Linked DNA regions of Cricetulus griseus: region 1 is linked to region 2. A link is a contact called in public Hi-C data. All regions are on one chromosome and are shown on one strand. The core of a region is the stretch at or near the end of the contact, and the rest is flanking DNA. Distances in the headings are between cores, read along the strand shown. Region 1 holds the start of Ext1 (exostosin glycosyltransferase 1). Region 2 overlaps Samd12 (sterile alpha motif domain-containing protein 12).

The links. Hi-C and Micro-C count contacts between places; a contact is called where the count stands out from the background.
Region 1: a contact with region 2 is called in a Hi-C map of the CHO-K1 cell line, with 4 times the contacts expected there. The contact joins the promoter of Ext1 here to the enhancer-like site in region 2. A contact is called at or near these places in 2 of 8 Hi-C or Micro-C datasets (the CHK-Q cell line and the CHO-K1 cell line).

Annotation. Positions count from the first base shown.
Region 1 is chr10:1,906,313-1,910,355 of CriGri-PICRH-1.0, forward strand. It overlaps Ext1 (exostosin glycosyltransferase 1), which reads left to right and starts at 2,571. Exons shown (of 11, transcript NM_001246767.1): 1 at 2,571-4,043. The coding sequence starts at 3,287.
Region 2 is chr10:1,588,633-1,592,491 of CriGri-PICRH-1.0, forward strand. The region is part of intron 3 of Samd12 (sterile alpha motif domain-containing protein 12); the gene reads left to right. Among named protein-coding and RNA genes, the nearest start is that of Samd12, 210 kb to the left of the region's middle. Within about 2 kb of position 2,594, at least 4 of the 6 cell types and tissues checked have open chromatin away from gene starts, as enhancers often do. A contact at or near this core is called in the CHO-K1 cell line, where this site is marked.

The DNA.
Region 1 (4,043 bases), core at 1,321-3,820, 320 kb after region 2:
TAGATTAACAGCAAGAAAAAGGAAAATATATCAAGGCTGGAGAGATGGTTCAGCAGTTAAGACCATTTGTTGCTTTTATAGAAGACTTGTGTTCACTTTCCAGTACCCACATGATGGCTCACAGTCATCAGCAACGCCGTTTCCGGGAGATCTGACCTCTTCTGACTCCCATGAGCATTAGGCTTGTGTGTGGCACACATCCACCCATGCAGGCAACGCATCCATACACATCAATAAATATTAAAAGAAGATATCAGTAGGTGAGGAGACTTGGTGGAAAATTCAGAGTGTGGGTGCTGCACTGATGAAGCAATTGTAGGGGTTACTGTAGACCGTGCCTGGGTTTTTGGAGTCTAGACTATAGCTAATGACATCCATTATAGAGACATCTGATGTAGAGAAATGTATACATTACAAAATGAGATTGGCTGATTAAAAAAAAAAAAGCATTATTCCAGGCCCATCAATGAGAAGCTGAGGGTAACAGGAGGTCCATACACAGGCTTAAGGCACTAGTCCACAGCAGAAACACGGACTGAACCCATTTCCCCTCATTTTCCCTCACATTACACAAACCACTATGTGAATGTAATTGACAATGTGCTGTGGGATGAGGGAATTCACCATAGTTAGGCAAGAAAAGCAAGACATTCTGCAAATGCAGAGAAAGTCCCACCTTCTACGGATTGGAGGTGTTTGGTACCCAGCTCTCAGCAGAAAGAACTCTACCTTGAAGACTGTTCTTAGCAGTCCCGCAGAGAGCTGGGGTCACATGTGACTCCAATAACTGCCTTTACCTGCACGGTTCTCATCCTATTTGGAAGATGACTGAACCCTTGTTTCTGGCCTCTCTAAATCATGTGGTAGGGACAAAATAAACTTTGAAAAGCTGCCTCATTTTTGGTAAGTCCAACACGGGCAGAAGCTTCAGGAATGTCCCGTCATAGCCCACCCACAACCCTTCCCTGCTCTATTCAAAAAAATCTGAAACAACAATGTTCGAAAACTTTCCACTCTGCCCTATTACAACTGTACCCTGGGTACACAGCCGGCTGGGGTTTTCAATAGCCCGAGGGAGGCCTGGATGTGTCTGCTCCCAGCTCAGACACTCCCACAATAAACAATCACTAAACAGCTCTGCTGCCCTAGGCAACTGCTTGTCCAGCTTGGTCAGGCTCCCAGGCTAGGGTGGGAAGGGTGCTCAGGCTCTGAGGCCAAGTGATGCTCAGGAGTTTAGCACACCTTTGGGGGCACTGGCGCTTCCTTTAGAAGACCGGTTTATCAGAATCATCCAAATAAGTTCACCCCGGATGACAGGCTTGGGGAAGGGTCGTCAATGGAAGCAAGGTCAACCGAAGCCAGGGACAATCATGGCACATTTATTGTAAATAATAATAATTATTATTTTTTTTGCTTCAAAGGTCCCCTTCTATAGCTAGGGCAGGTGACATCTTAAAAACACCACCCCAAGAATAACAGCCCAAATGGGGGCAAAGTGAAATGGTCTCTCTTCAGCCATTAGGTCCCTCCGGGCCAGTGAAGAGAACAGGTGGAAGGGAGGGACTCAGGACCGAAGTGGGGACAGAGCAGAAAGAAAGGCTCAGGAGGTGTCTTCTCAAGCTCCCAAGCACGGGTGGAGAAGTGCAACGATTCCACCGGACTGTGACAATTCCTCTTTCTGGTCGAGGATGGGTGTCTCCGCCGGGAAGACCCAAGAACGGGTGGGTTAGACACAGGGGAATCAGGAAGATCGTGTCAATGTACAAAATACAAACCAAAACAAACCAACACTGGGCCTCAGCGGGTGTCAACGCGGGAGAGAAACCTCCCGGCCCGGCGCTCGCTTTCCACCAAGTCCCCACCCCCTTCCTCCTGGCTTCTCCATTTTCAGGCATCCTCCACCAGGTCCTCTCAGCCTCCGGGCGGGGGAGGCGTCCCCGGCTCGTGGGGACCCCGGGCATCCCGAGCCGCAGGCTGCCCGGGCGTGTCCCCATCCCTGCGCCCTCGCCTTGGGGGGTGGGATGGGGGTGGATGGTGTGGACCAGCCTGGTCCAGATGGCAGCCGGCGATGGGCGACGCCCGGGAGATCGGCTCGCCCCGGCGCCCGCCCGCCCGCTCGCCCGGAGGCTCCAGGGGGTCCCGCGGCCGCGCGCCGGCGCCTCTGCCGGCTCGCCGCCGCCGGGGGGTTATGAATGGGCGCAGCGGAAGCCCCGCCCCACCCGGACGTGACGCCCGGCCAATGGCAGCGCGGGCTGCGTGGATGGATGAGGTCAGCGCTGTCGTGTCGGGAATGGAATGTGTAAGTGTAACATTCAGAACCGGGTAACATTCGGCGACCGAACGCGGCGGTCGGCAGCGCTAGCGCGGGGGCCCTGCGAAGCCACGCTCCGGGCCGGCACTGCCCGCGGGGAGGACGCACCGCTGCCGCCGCTGCCGCTGCCGCCACCACCGCCGCCGCCGCCTCCTCCGCCGATCGGCGCAGCCTCGTGCAGTGCAGCCGGCCGGGCCGCCGCGCGCCCGGGGAGCCGGCCCCGCGGCGGGCGAGCGAGCGAGCGGGGGGCGGGCGAGCCGGCGAGCGCAGGAGTAAACAGCGGCGGAGTGAGTGTGCGAGCCGCTGCAGAAGGGAAAAAAGAAAGAGCCATGCAGGGATTCGTGAGGTTACGGCGCCCCAGCTGCAAGATGCACTAGCCGGCTGAAGCCGGGGCGGGCTGACTTGTTGGAACCGCGGTGCTCGGCCACCGGAGCGTGTGCAGGAGGAGTTGAAGAGTTGCTCTCTCCCCCCCGGGCTCGTTCTCCTGACGCCGCCGAGAGAGGAATCGGAGCGGCGAGGCAAGCCAGGCACTCGGTCATTGCCATTGATTGGGTATCGGGAGCTTTTGGCTGGTTTTTTTTTTTTCTTTCTTTCTTTCTTTCTTCTTCTTCTCTCCTTCGCCGCTCGCTTTCTTTCCCTCCGTCTTGTTGCATGCAAGCAAGCAAGCAAGCAAGCAAGCAAATCGCCGGCCGCTGCTCGCTCGCCCGCCCGCCCTGGCTGCGAGACCTCCCGCCCGGCTCCCTCCCGTGCATTGTGCAGCCCGAAGATGAAAGACCGGAGGGGAGAAAGTTAAAGAAATCGCCCACATGCGCTGGATCAGTCCACGGCTTGGGGAAAGGCATCCAGAGAAGGTGGGAGCGGAGAGTTTGGAGTCTTTACAGGCGGGAAGATGGCGGACTGGAGCTCAAAGTGTTGATTGGGAAACTTGGGTGATTCTTGTGTTTATTTCCAATCCTCTTGACCCAGGCAGGACACATGCAGGCCAAAAAACGCTATTTCATCCTGCTCTCTGCTGGCTCTTGTCTCGCCCTTTTGTTTTATTTCGGAGGCGTGCAGTTTAGGGCATCGAGGAGCCACAGCCGGAGAGAGGAGCACAGTGGTCGGAATGGCTTGCACCAGCCCAGTCCGGATCATTTCTGGCCCCGCTTCGCGGACGCTCTGCACCCCTTCTTTCCTTGGGATCAGTTGGAAAACGAGGATTCCGGCGTGCACGTTTCCCCCCGGCAGAAGCGAGACGCCAACTCCAGCGTCTACAAAGGCAAGAAGTGCCGCATGGAGTCTTGCTTCGACTTCGCCCTTTGCAAGAAAAACGGCTTCAAAGTCTACGTGTACCCGCAGCAGAAAGGGGAGAAAATCGCCGAAAGTTACCAAAACATTCTAGCGGCCATCGAGGGCTCCAGGTTCTACACCTCGGACCCCAGCCAGGCGTGCCTCTTTGTCCTGAGTCTGGATACTTTAGACAGAGACCAGTTATCACCTCAGTATGTGCACAATTTGAGATCCAAAGTGCAGAGTCTCCACTTATGGAACAATGGTAGGAATCATTTAATTTTTAATTTATATTCCGGCACTTGGCCTGACTACACCGAGGACGTGGGGTTTGACATCGGCCAGGCGATGCTGGCCAAAGCCAGCATCAGTACTGAAAACTTCCGACCCAACTTTGATGTTTCTATTCCCCTCTTTTCTAAGGATCATCCCAGGACAGGAGGGGAGAGGGGCTTTTTGAAAT
Region 2 (3,859 bases), core at 1,344-3,843:
GAGAGGGGGATGTTTTCCATCAAGAGAGTCTTAGGAGAGTCAGTATTCTCTTGTGATATATCTATTTCAGACATCATCATTTGAGTTATGTAATGGTGAAGTTATTATTCAACAAGAGAAATTGCTACCTTTAACTACAAGTAGAGAAGACACCAAAAAATGATCTCAACATCCCTTTTGATATTGCTAACAAAACTCAGAGACAAGATGACTAAAAGCAATGGGAAAAGCAGTTCTTACTGAGGTGTCACATGCTGGGGTCATGTGAGTGTGGACGATAAAAAATCTTTTGGGCTTTATTGATTTTATTGAAGAAATGGTTGACTTTCTTTGGGGAAGTTGTTGTGATTCACATCCCTCCTTGTCACATTTGCTGTACACATTTGAGTTGGCTTTTCTTGGAAAGGGCAGTTTAAAAGAATGGTTAAAAATTAAATTGGATTTATGAACAGGTCTCTTCTGCTCCCAGAAGAAGTGACAGTACAAAGGAATGTTTCATCAACCACTAAGGGCAAAGCCACACTAGATTCAGAAGATCAGAGGCCCATTTTTGAAACAGTATAGTTTAAAATAATGGGCATTTCAAGAATACCTTAATAAATACTAATTCAGAAGTCACAAGGGAACTGGCCTTCTTACTAGAAAGAATGCATAGTAGATGCTGGAGATGTAGGAGCTGAGAAAAAGAAGGAACTGACTGAAGGCATGGTGAGCTGTGTTCTTGCCAAGAATTGTAGGGCAGGTGTTCATCCAAAATGAGTCTCAGACTCCTCATCTGCAGAGCAATGCAGTTAGAATAGAAAATTCTCTCAAGATGTTTAAACGGTAAGATTCTAAATTGGGCATTTAGCAGTTGAATATTAAATAAATCATTGTTAATAATAGGTTATTATGCAAGATGATACTGTGAATTGCACTACTCACACTAATTTATCTAATTTTGCTTCAGTACCCACTTATATCTTACAGTATGAGAAAATAATAACATTTCATTGCAAATATCCAGTATTTTGGCCCATTCATTTTAGGGGATTTTTTTTCTTTATTTTGGTCATTTGTTTACTTACTGAATATCTCATAACTATTTCTTTTGAAGCTTAATTATTTACTGATTAACTAAATAATTTGTAATTTATTATAAATTGCTAATTTACAAATCATTCATTACCTACTAATTGTTCAATTATCTTTAAATTAGTGCCCATTAATTACTCAATAAACACTTGCTGAGCTATTACTAGAGAGCCAGCTTTGGTACAACAGATACATGAAGAAGACAAAGAGACAGGGCTCATTGTGTAGAATGGAGACATGAAGAAAACAAAGAGAACAGGGCTCATTGTGTAAGGATGTAACTCTGTTCTGAACTGAATGTTTCCTAGGAGAACTCTCGAGTCCCAAGTTTTCTTCACTAACCCCATTCTGCACAGCTCTATTTTTTTTAAATCCAGAAAGCACAGCACTCCCCCTCCCCCTCAAAATAATGGGCCAAATTGCTAAATATTTCCTCAAACATTCGAACACTCTGAAAAGTATTCAAAATACAAACACATTAAGTAACTCATCAAAATAAAATTTGAGTCTTAGATAATCAGACAGCACTCAGTGATGACTGCAAATACTGGGAGTATTGGGGGGGCGGTGAAAGAATAGAGATGGATGTAGATGCTACTGTCGGGGGTGGAGGAGCAAACTTGGAGCAGTAAAGCCGGTTAATGTTGGCTGAGAGGCCTCCCTCTGTTTCTATCATTCCAGTTGTCCTTAGTAGTACTGGCCAGGTTAGCCAAGCCTTAATGAGTGAAACTATATGCCAGAAAGTGGCTTGATTTTCCTCTAAGACAATCTCTACAATCTCCGATTTTGGCAGCAGTAACATTTAGCTCAACAAGCTCTATGTTATTTTGGATGAAGCCAAGTCATTGCTATTTGATTCTGTTCACGTTTAAAGGTTTCCTTGAATGCAGCTGACTCCCAAGGGCCTGTTAGAGGCAACTGAGTAGGATGGTAGTGTCACTGATTATCCTGTAATAGAATTTGAGTGACATTCCCTGATCAGGGAAAAAAAAAATGGTAGTGCCTTCTGGTCAAAATACTTCCCCATATCTTTTAATGTAATGAATACTAACAATTAATGTAGTTGATAATTGGGAAGCTGAATGTTTTCTGTTCTTCTTTACATCCCACATTTAATGCCACCAAACTGATTTAGAAGAGTCATATACATTGCAAACTGCCTCTTTGATTCTGCTTCAAAACTGTAGAGTTAGTGCAATCTAACTCCAGTTTTCCCTAATATAGTACAAAGAAAATCTTGCTCTCCTCTTCTACCTCTGGCCACCGATATCTGTTCTTAGCTGGGGTATAGGAAATGTCTCCAAAACTCTTTAGAGAAAACGGGGAACGGCATCACAGTTAAATGATGCTGAGATTGTACTGTGGGGGAAGGGCCATTTGAGGCCATGGGCTCTGTCAGTCACAGGAATCTCTTTCTCCAGTGTCCCAAGAGACTGGCAGATCCCAGTGTGAGCTGCCACTTTTGCACATGGAATGTGACCAGGAGACTTGGCTGTTTGGCATGTGTGGGCAGATTGGACAGCTCATCCTTAAAACATTCTTAGGAATGGAGACTGTTTATCCTAGAGTTGGGTTACTGGAGGCTAGAAGGAAATGTAGTTCTACCAAAACCTCAAGAAGAGTCAGCTCTCTGGCATGCTCGTCTTAACAAAAAACAGAATCTGCAAATTCTCCTTTAGTCAATTAATTTCTTTTTCACATTAGGTACAACCTTTTTGTCCAAAAGGGTCTTCTGTTATTTTTATAACATAAGCAACTAATAGTGCACACAAGTGTGTGTGTGTGTGTGTGTGTGTGTGTGTGTGTGTGTGTGTGGTAGGCGCATGCACACACATAGTGCTCGAGCTTACACACACACACACACACACACACCACCTGAAAGCAGGGTTATCTTTACCCTTTAAAGTAGTTTCTCCTTAAATTGTCTGAATACAAAATGAAGCCTGGCCATCATGGTAGAGTGGATCAATTATGTCTACCTTTTATATCTTAATTCTTTGTGGGTACATATTAAGCATTGAAATATCTTAGATGGAAAGTTGTGCCGTGTGGTGGTTCATAACATCTTTGTGAAATAGTCCTTAGAATAAATGTTTGTGAAGGATTATTTCCCCACTTTATCCTAAAGACTACTCAGTCTTCCTGTACAGAACAATAGCTGATTAGGTGCTTGCAGTTCCAGGGAGCTCCTCAAGGAGGAGCAGTCACATCAGCTAAAGGTAGGAGAGCTGGCTGTGGGTTAGCTCCCTGTCAAGGTACTGAATTACCTGGTGGCAATTAACATGGACAGAGAAAAAGGTGGTTTGGACCCACAGTTTTGCAGATTCCAGTGCAGTATCAGGCAGACCCGTTGCTTTGATCCTCTGCGGGTAGACCAGATGACAATAACAGGGAGCACTGGGCAGATCAATCACTCATCTTGACCTAGAAAGCAAAGATAGGACAAGGCATCCTGCCCATGACCCCACCTTTTAAAACCACTACCCTCTTCTAACAACACCACCGTGTGTGAGACAATATGATACACACTAGTAATATTCTTTAAAAAGAAATTTCTCTTTATTCATTCTTGGATCTAAATTGATCAGCTTTAATGCCAGGTGTCACTGCATATGCTGAGTGTGATGGACCTGGTCAGTGTCCCTATAAGCTCCAGAAAATTCTGGCTGCTGAGCCTTAGGCGTGTGCTATTAATTGGGACATTCTCTGTAGCTAGAGCTATTCAAACCTGCCTACCATCCAACATCACCTCATAAACAGTGCAGGATTATGGGAAATATGAAAA